2 separate regions of the Sus scrofa genome follow, and region 2 is linked to region 1. Evidence: chromatin contacts called from public targeted proximity ligation data. All regions are on one chromosome and are shown on one strand. The core of a region is the stretch at or near the end of the contact, and the rest is flanking DNA. Distances in the headings are between cores, read along the strand shown.

Region 1 (5,018 bases), core at 1,532-4,031:
GTCTCCTCTGCCGTTGTATTCAGAGTTCTGAAAATAACTGACCCAATAATGTCCTTCTTAGAATTTCTTTCTTCTCTTTGGTTCAGGACCCAATATAGGATCATGTGTGTTTTCTAGTGGTCATGTCTTTTTAGTCTTGTAGCATGTGGCAGTTATTGGGCCAAGAATCAAACTGGTGTCACAGCAATGACCTGAGCTGCTTCAGTGACAACACCAGTTCCTTAAGCTGCTGTGCCCCAGGGAAACTCCAGGTTTCCTTTAATACAGATGATTTCCACAGCTTTTTATGACATCTATCTATCTATCTATCTATATATATATATATATTTTTTTTTCTTTTTAGGGCCACACCCACGGCATATGGAAGTTTCCAGGCTAGGGGTCCAACTGGAGTGGTAGCCGCTGGCCTACACCTCAGCCACAGCAACACAGGATCCGAGCCGTGTCTGTGACCTACACCACAGCTCACGGCAATGCCAGATCCTTAACTCACAGAGCGAGGCCAGGGATTGAACCTGTGTCCTCAAGGATCCTAGTCAATTTTGTTTCTGCTGAGCCACGATGGGAATGCCAACATCAGTATTTTTGAAGAACACAGCCTTCTCCTCTTTTTTTAAGAGTAACTTTTTTATTTTGGATTTGTCTGATACTTCCTCATAGTAAGATTCAGGTTCTGCATTCTTAGCATGGATACCTTGCAGGTATTCAGGGTATCACATTTGAAGTCTTTTGTCCACCTGTCTCATGGCAATGCTGACCACTCAGAAAAGATGATGTTTAGTTTCTACTCTGTGTTGTTACTATATTTTCCATTCCAACACCTCGTAAATCTGTGGGGAGGCCCCATGAGACTGTATATATATAAAAATTTCTCCCTAGGTTTAGCTTCTGTTGATGAGACTTGCCTGAGTCTTAATGGTGACAGTCGACATGGCGTTTTTCTGTAAGAGTCGTCCATCTTCCTCTTTATTTATCTATTTATTATTTGTATAGTGTATTAGTCTGAACTCTCCAGAGAAACAGACCAATGGGATTTATTATAAGGAATTGTCTCACGTGGATAGGAAGGCAGAGCACAAAGCAGGGACAAGTTGGAAACCCAGGAGTGTATACAGTAAAAACCCTCCTCTCATCTAAGGTTTCGCTTTCTACAGTTTCCGTATTTGCAAGTTGAAAATATTAAATGAAAAATGACAGAAATAAGCAATTCCTAAGTTTTCCTTTTTCTTTTTTGTCTCTTTAGGGCCACACCCATGGTGCATGGAAGTTCCAGGCTGGAGTCATATGGGAGCTGCAGCTGCCAACCTACGCCACAGCCACAGCAACGCTGGTTCTGAGCTGCACCTGCGACCTACACCACAGCTCATGGCAATGCCGGATCCTTAACCCACTGAGCAAGGCCAGAGATTGCAAGGCGTGAATGCTAGTTGGGTTCGTTACCACTGAGCCACAGTGGAACTCAGTAATTCATAAGTTTTCACTTGTGCGCCAATGTGGTGAAACCTTGTGCTCTGTCCCACTCTGCCCCACCCTGGATGTGAATCATCCCTTTGTCCGGTGTTTCCTGCTTACCTGTGGCTGACTTGGTTATCAGATGGCCTCTCATGGTATCATAACACTCGTGTTCAAGGGTGAGCCTCATTCACTTAATGGCCTAAAGTACAAGAGCAACGATGCTGGATATTCAAATCTGCCAAAGAGAGCTTAAAGTGCTTCTTTCAGTGAAAAGGCTCAAGTTAATAAGGGAAGGAAAATATGGTATGCCAAAGTTGACAAGGTTGGAGTTGCCGTGGTGGTGTAGCAGTAACGAACCTGACTAGTATCCATGAGGATGTGGGTTCGATCTCTGGCCCCACTCAGTGGGTTAAAGATCGGGTAGTGCTGAGAGAGCTGTGGTGTAGGTTGCAGACACTGCTTGGAGCTGGCATTGCTGTGGCTGTGGTGTAGGCTGGCAGCTACAGCTCTGATTCAGCTCCGAGCCTGGGAACTTCCCATATGCTCTGGGTGCAGCCCTCAAACAAACAAAAAAAAAAACAAACAAAAAAAACCTGGCAAAAAATAAAAATAAAGCTGATAAGGTCTATGATACAAACAATCTATTTGAGAAATTGTGAAAAAGGATAAAGAAATTTGTGCAGTTTTGCTGTCACATCTCAGACTGCATATGCTGTGGTCGCAGTGCCTGGTAAGTGCTTAGTTGAGGTACAGAAGTTATTGAATTTTTACATTAAGGTATTTTGAGAGAGACCACATTCACATAACTTTTTTTTTTTCCTTATTTTTACAGCCATACCTGTGGCATATGGAAATTCCCAGGCTGGGGGTCAAATCAAAGCCACAGCTCCTGGCCTATGCCACAGCCACAGCAATGCAGGATCCGAGTCACATTTGTGACTTAAACCGCAGCTTGCGGTATTGCAGAATCCTTAGCCCACTGGAAGAGGCCAGAGATCAAACCTGAATCCTCACTGACACTATGTCAGGTTCTTAACCAGCTGAGCCACAAAAGGAACTCCCACAGAACTTATTACAGTATATTGTTATAATTGTTCTTTTTTTAAATTACTCAGTGAATTTTATTACATCTATAATTGTATAACAATCATCAAATTGTTCTTTTTTATTATTAGTTATTAGTGTTAATCTCATTCTGTGCCTAATTTATAAATTAAAATTTGTCATAGGTAGGTATGTGTAGGAAAAAACTTACTTTGTGTAGCGTTTAGTACTCTCTCTCTATGGTTTCAGGCATCCACTGGGTCTTGGCACATATCCTCCCCTGATAAAGGGGAAGCTCCTGTGCTTCCAGTTTGAGTCTGAAGCGCTGAGAAGCAGGAAAGCTGATGTTGTAAATTTCATTCTGGGTCTGAGTCCAGGTACAGAGGCTCGTATCCCAGCTCAAGGCAGTCAGGCAGAGACAGTGAATCTTCTCTTCTCAGCCTCTTTGTTCTTCTGCTCAGGCCTCCAGCAGATTGGATGAGGCACGTCCTCTTTGGGGAGAGCAGCCGGCTTTACTCGGTCTGTGAACTGAAACATTAATCTTGTCTGCAGACACCCTCCAAGACGCAACTGCAATGATGTTGAATCACATATCTGGGCGCCTCGTGACCCAGTCAAATTGATGCATACAATTAACCATCAGATGCCAACTCTCGGCTTCGTATTTTTAATGGTTTATAATCCACTGCTGTTCTTCATTAGGTTGAGGATCACATTGTCCTATATTTGGCTGGCTGGCTGCTGTGTCATTACACTGTCTCCAAAGGGTCTTCTGTCTCCCTCATGTGGGGCAGTCACACCGTCTGTCTGTGTGCCCTTCAAGCCTCCTCAAAGTAAATTTTTGTTTTTGTTACTTGGCTTTTCTATTAGACTATCTCTTAACTCTTTCCAAATGAGGGAGAACCTACCCAGACATATTTGAATGATGTGTTAATAGACAGGCGAGAACTTAATATTCTTTATAGTCATGTGTACTTATTCCATTTCCATTTGCACAAGCATGAGTCATCCAGCGGCTTATTGCTCAGTCGTATGTACTCTTTCACTGGCTGGACTGTTAACTTTTGAGCTGCGCTTGGGTGCCCTCTGCTGGCACTGCTGTGCATACACTCTTTTCTGGGATTGCTCCTACCCACTTTCTCTTCTGGTTGGTTGATCTCTCCAGTTATCACACAATTACGGATCCTATAGTGATAACAGTTTTGGAAACTGCTTTGTTTACTGCATGTGCCAAGAATATCTTTCCCTGTAAAAAAGTACATTTCCCCATAAAACATGTACATGTTCACGTTTGCATAATTTTCTGTTAAAAAAATGTTCTACTTAGCATGTAAAGAATCCACTTTTAGTAAGCATTTGCATTGTTTAATTTTTCCACTTTGCATAGCACTAAAGTGAACATTTCTTGTATATGCACCATTCGTATGTGTCTTATTAAGTTGAACTTGATAAGTGGATAAAAGTACTTGACTGGTAAAAATACAGGGAAAAGAAACTCTAATTCGAGAAATGTCTGATCAGGTTTAGGATGTGTTCGAGAAAGGGAAATCAAGTTTGGCTGAAACGTGGTGGGGTAATAGTGTGCAGTGGTTGGAAAGTAGGTAAAAAATTATAGATCTCTTTCTATTGAAATGATAGACTCCAACTCCATCTACAAGTGAAACAGAATAGAAATGTGTTTGTTTAATAACTGGGAAGTCCAGGGTGGCTGGCTGTAAGGGCTCAGATTCTGTTGCTCCATCCCTTTGCTGCCTCCAGTTCTCCTCTCCACCTCCCCTCCATTCCCCGTTTAGATGCTGGTTCTCTTGCCTGTTGGCACGGGGAGAAAAAGAGCTCCCAGCTCCTCCAGATGGACATCCAGCAGTTCAGGTTATAGGAAGAGCGTTTTTCTCCTATTACTCATTGGGTAAATACCAGAGAGGGCCTGGAGTTGGTGCTTTTTGGGTCATATGTCTACCCTTAGGCCATTCCCTGTGAGCAAGGGGCTGGGGTGTCTGCAGGAGTCAGAGGCCCAGGGTATAGGCAGGACCTGTGATAACTCTCTCCTGGGAGTCCTGAGGATTTCTCAAGGAAAAGAGGTTGCTAAATAGGCAGACAGGAGACCAAGAGACGTCTGGCACACTGGTGGCTGGGCTGGTCTCTGCTAGTACACTTCAGGTAGGTCTGAAGTCGGTGTGGTCAGTGGCAACGAAAAGAGGGAAAGGATGAAAAAGGCATATTATGCAAGTTGGACGAACAGATCTTTTTTTTTTGTATTTATTTTACTTTTTAAATTATAGTTGATTTGCAGTGTTTTGTCAATTTCTGCTGTACAGCAAAGTGAGCCAGTTATACAAATATGTACTTCTTTTTTTTTTTCTTTTTGGGGAAGCACCTGCAGCATATGGAAGTTCCCAGGCTAGGGGTCAAATCAGAGCTTCAGCTGCCGGTCTATGCCACAGCCACAGCAATATGGGCCACATCTGTGACCTATGCCATGGCTTGAGACAATGCTAGATTCTTAACCCACTGAGCAAGGC
Region 2 (5,410 bases), core at 2,416-4,915, 93 kb before region 1:
CTGTTAATCCCAAACTTCTGATTTATTCCTGCCCTTCAACGGTCAATTAAATTTAAGGCAATTGCAAGAGTTCAGGAGAGCTTTGTGGAGAAAGGCTCCAAGAGCGGTTCTAACATATAAAGACCATTAATGCCCTTTCCTCTCCCATGTCTTTTGGATCTTACCCGATTCCCTCCATTGCCATTACTGCACTTTGGTTCCCATCATCCTCTGCTTGCATCTAGACCTTTTGTTCAGAAGGGTCAGGTGCAAGGGGGACAAGAGCATTTTTGCAAAAAAATTGAAAGAAATGTTGAGAGAAAGGTAGAGAGAATTCGCATGTGCCTCCTATGCCACATGTGCATAGCCTCCCTGGTTATAAGCACATCTTTTCAAAGCTTATAGGGACATGCTGTGTCTCCTACTTTGGCCCACATGTCTAATATAGGGGGACATGCTGGGCAGTGTACTCAAAGAAGTGGTTACTATCCTTATGATCTAGGTTATGTAAACCCAAAGGGGTAGCTGCCACTTTTCCATGTAAAGTCAACATATCTCTGAGGCCAGGCTGGCTGCATTCTACAATATACTGTTGTTGTGTTTGACCAGCAGGCTTTGTTGGGGTCTTTCTACATTGTTCTTTTTTTTTTTAGGGCCACATCTGTAGTTTCCAGGCTGCGGGTGGAATCAGAGCTGAAGCTGCTGGCTGATGCCCCAGCCACAGCAACGCCAGATCCAAGCCACCTCTGTGACCTACACTGCAGCTTGCGGCAACATTGGATCCTTAATTCACTGAGCAAGTCCAGGAATCGAACCCACATCCTCATGAATACTAGTCAGATTTTTATTCCATAGAGCCACACTGGAAGCCCCAACATTGTTAGTTCTTCAGTTCATGTTGACTGTCCTTCAAAATGGGAATATCAGGAAGAAGAGTCCCTAGGCCTAGATAGGTCAGGAATTCATTTTCTATAGGAGCGCAGTAATTGCTTCTAGATGCTACTGTCCTGAGGTGACAATTCCAAAAGCTCAAAGGGTTTCTCCACACAGAGTCTGTCTCACTTTGCCAAAGGCACCAACTGGAAAAATCATCAGTCAAAAAGACTTACAGCTCCACTCTGTTATTAGGCTTGTGAGGTGCCAAAGGAATGAGCCAAAGATCCAGGCACGTCTGGATCTTATCCATGAAGATAATCCCCTCTGAACTTTAGAACCTTCGCAGAACAAACATGTGAAAAATCAATCCCAATTACACAGCATCAACAGAAAGCACAACAACAAAACTTTGAATGGCCCATAGGAGCCCACTCAGAAGATCACATTAGCTTCTTTTCCCTGCCTTGACCCATGCCCAAACCCCATTAGCTTAATCTAAACCCAATTATTCACTCTTGTTATTTCAAGTTACATGAACAGGCAGTTCCCTTTTTTCTCAGGCCAACTTGAGTTTCTACCATTTGCAATCAATAGAATGCTGGTAAATATAGGAGAAGCTTACAAGATATGCTAAGAAGTGTGGTTGAAATCTTGGATGTCCTGTGTAGTCACAAATGAAGGAGTTTAATCACATGAGTGATATGGTCAGCATATTTGGATTTCTCTGGTTGGTCCTGAGGAGGAAGCAGGGATGAAAAATAGAGAAGCTGGCAGTCAGTGACCAAGTCCTGACTGTTTGGGACTGTTGACTGCAGAGGTCATGGTTTGGTTTCCTGAACTGGTTATGGTTTAGAGTTCTGTTGTCATATATGATCTGACTATTATTCATTTCTATAGTTAGTTTCTCAAGCCCCTCTTTTGGTCATCTGGTCACTTTTGAGAAGTTGACCAACTCAGGAAATGCTTGAATTCCAGGTCTTTGTCTCTTGGGGATGGTCTAGTTGTTTCCTTAGCCAAGTGTATTGAGAGATCATCTTAGCTTTTGTTTTATCATCATGATAATCATCTGGCAAGAGAGTAAATCCAGAGATTCAATTAAAACACTAGAAAGAGAATACGGTACACAAGCATCATGAGCACTATGACAAAACAAGAATATTTAATATTACCTGTAAGATGCTTTAAAACAGGAGCCCCAATTGACCCATCCAGAACAAGAGAACAAACCCTGTTGACCTTGAGGACCAAGCTCAGAAAGCCCAAGTAGATTTATTCGTTCAAATGAGGCATAGGCTGTTTATCTTTCCTATTTTATTAATATAAGTATAGCAAGACGTACTAGCAATGATACAAATGCTCCTGTAATCAGCCAAGAGGGAGTCTAGAGCTATGCTGTTGACTGTTTCCACCTGTAACAAAGAGTTGTGACTAATCTATAGTCCATCAAGGGAAGAGGTGGTCTTGTTAATAACTATTGCCAGAGTTAGTGATAGGCTTCCTACAGTCTTTTTTTATTTGTATGATTCCTATTGCTGGAAATATTGCTCGGATTGTTTGCATAAGAGTGAGTCATCAATTTCTCAACAGAGAATGCCTAAATAATCAAGGGTGCCATGTTTCGAGCTCAAGTCTGAGTTAGAGTTTCCAGCTTTGGTGTTTTCTAGAATTAGGTTCTCTTCTCCAGGCAAGTCTTGGAACAGTATTTGTGAAGTGTATGAGGTGCTGCTCTGAGGCAAACAGGATCAGATATCCTTCCCACAAAGGAAATAGGATCAGGGCTTGACACATGGAGATCTAAGGAAAAGAATTGCCCACAAGGAGTTCCTGTTGTGGCTCAGTGGTTACAAACCCAGCTAGTATCCATGAGGATCTGGGTTCAATCCCTGGCCTCTCTGCAGCTCTGATTCAACCCCTAGCCTGGGCACTTCCATATGCCGAAGGTGTGGCCCTAAAAAGCAAAAAAAAAATTGCCCACCAGACTGGAATTTGAATTTCTGTTAGTCTCTCCCAGGCAGCAAGGATTATTTGGCTTCTTGCCCTATGAATTTTGTTGAATTCAAAGTTAGAATTAGTTAGGGTCTGATCAATAGATTGTAACAATTGGCTTTTGTAGGGGCATTTTGGGGGTTTTTTTTGGGTGAGAAGAGCATGAACAAAGTCACAAGCGGTTTGTTTAAACTTCTTTCACACGTAGGTGCAAGTGGAGATGCCATCCTCTGTAATTCCCTAGAGTTTTCTTTCTTTCTTTCTTTTTCTTTTTCTTTTCTTTTTTTTTTTTTTTGCTTTTTAGGGCCGAACCTCCGCATAGTGGCATAGGAAGTTCCAAGGCTGGGGGTCGAATCAGAGTTATAGCTGCCAGCCTGCACAACAGCCAGAGCAACACAGGATCCAAGCTATGACTGTGACCTATACCACAGCTAAGGCAATGCCGGATCCTTAACCCACTGAGCGAGGCCAGAGATCAAACCTGCATCCTCATAGATACTAGTCAGATTGTTTCCGCTGAACCACAGCAGGAACTATCCTATATTTTTATTTCCTGAGACCAGAATTGCCCAAAGGTTTTCATCATGGGGGTCCAGTGATGGACAGCTTATCCAGGAGTCAGTAAGATTGGGGGCAGTGGCTCTTGTTTAGAATAATCTAAGAATGGCATTAGAATGAGTGGGTTCTGAACTAACAATTATAATAAAGGGGAAATAAAAGGAAAAAGGATCATTATGGGTAAATGACAGCCAGAGGTCTGTAGAAAGTGAGAATGGCTAAAAACGAGCAAATTAAAAAAAACAAAAACAGGAAATAGCTGAAGTCTTGGCTTAACATCTTGGATGGAAGCCATCTACCACATGAGGTCATCAGCTTTTTCCAGAGGTCTTGGTTCATCTGTCTACTTTCAAAATATCTACTGCTTTTAGGGCATCAGTGACAATCCTGACTTTGAGGTCCCCCTATTAGAGTAGCTTGCTGATTGTGCATGAAGTTCTGGATTGCTTCTTTGGTGTAGAATTCTGGCCTTGTCACTAACAGTTCTTGGTAAGATTCCTTCTGATGAGGTTCAAGAGCCTCCAATGGATGGATATCTCTTCCAATAGACAGATCTCTTGGTGGAAGGTGAAGAAGAGGCTGTTTCAGAAGATGTGAGGAGATGGTCCTGATCTGTTGGCAATAGGACTGGGTATAGGTCATGAGTCCATTCTGATATTTTGCATCTGCTTTCAGCAAGGCAGAGCTGATGGCAGAGGTGAAACCCCTAAATGCATGGGCCACGGCGTTACCTTGGAACACCTTCAGTCAAGGAAGCACAAGGATTTCTGAAAATGTTGCTTAATTTAAGAATGGCACTGGTGGGAGTTCCCTTCATGGCTCAGCGGATAACGAACCCAACTAGGATCCATGAGGATGCAGGTTTGATCCTTGGCCTCGATCAGTGGGTTAAGGATCTGGTGTTGCCATGAGCTGTGGTGTAGGTTGCAGACGCGACTCAGATCCTGTGTTGCTGTGGCTGGGGTGTAGGCTGGAAGCTGTAGCTCCGATTTGACCCCTAGCCTAGAAACTTCTTCCATATGCTGTGGGTGCAGCCCTAAAAAGCAAAAAAAAAAAAAAAAAAAAAAAAAAAAAAAAAGAGAGAATGCCACTGGTTTTTTCAACTTTTCAGAAGATTGCGGACAGTAAATGCATGTCATTTTGGAGTCAGGGGTAATGCCTTATATAATTCTTTTCATAATAGTGTCCATAAAGTGTGGGACTCAGTTATTTGGTGTAGAACATGGTACCCAGGATGGAAACACAAAATCAAGTAACACTTTAGAAACTATAAGACCTGTTGCTTTTCAGCAAGTAATTACTTTCAGCTTAAAAATAGATGCTCAATAACTAAAACATATTCAAATACCATGGAGAGGATAAAATAAATGCAGGAAAAAATCCACCTAAAGGTATTTGAAGGGCCTGCAAGTCATCAGATCCTGGTCACTCTCCTCCCTTTACATATTTTTTTTTAGAATTATGTTGTTGACAAACCACACATGACCTGAGAATAAGTGCAGCTGTCTTTTAAATTTTTCCAGCAGTAATGTTGATCTAAGTTGTTAACCATTTTTTCTGCACCACCATGGGTAGTTTCACAGAGAAATTTAGCTAACATCCTTTTGAAATCATCTGGTGCCACAAAGCAGGGCCTTTGGAAGCATCAGAGATTATCTGTGTCAAGAGCACAGCCATATTTTCCCCATCCTTTCTTTACAAAACCAGGGGCTGCAAAGTGATATTTTGTAATGGCCTCATTGAATCACTCCAGAGATCTATCTTTTGAGGATATACTTAGGATCATTACCTTCATTAAGGCTTCTTGTTTGGAAATGCTGCTAGAGCATTTCTTTAGCTTCCATATTATCTCTTCTTGTTTGGCCTCAACTTTTTTCTTTTTTGCTTTTTAGGGCTGCATGTGTGGCATATGGAAGTTTCCAGGCTAGGGGTCCAATCAGAGCTGCCATCTGTGCCACAGTTAGGCTGGATCCAAGCTTCATCTGCAACCTACAGCACAGCTCATGGCAAC

The links.
Region 2: a contact with region 1 is called in a targeted proximity ligation map of alveolar macrophages. A contact is called at or near these places in 2 of 47 Hi-C or Micro-C datasets (liver and retroperitoneal adipose tissue) and 1 of 2 datasets of targeted methods (alveolar macrophages).

Annotation. Positions count from the first base shown.
Region 1 is chr4:56,540,145-56,545,162 of Sscrofa11.1, forward strand. The region is part of intron 1 of TPD52 (tumor protein D52); the gene reads left to right. Among named protein-coding and RNA genes, the nearest start is that of MRPS28, 65 kb to the right of the region's middle.
Region 2 is chr4:56,446,011-56,451,420 of Sscrofa11.1, forward strand. No RefSeq gene overlaps it. Among named protein-coding and RNA genes, the nearest start is that of TPD52, 24 kb to the right of the region's middle.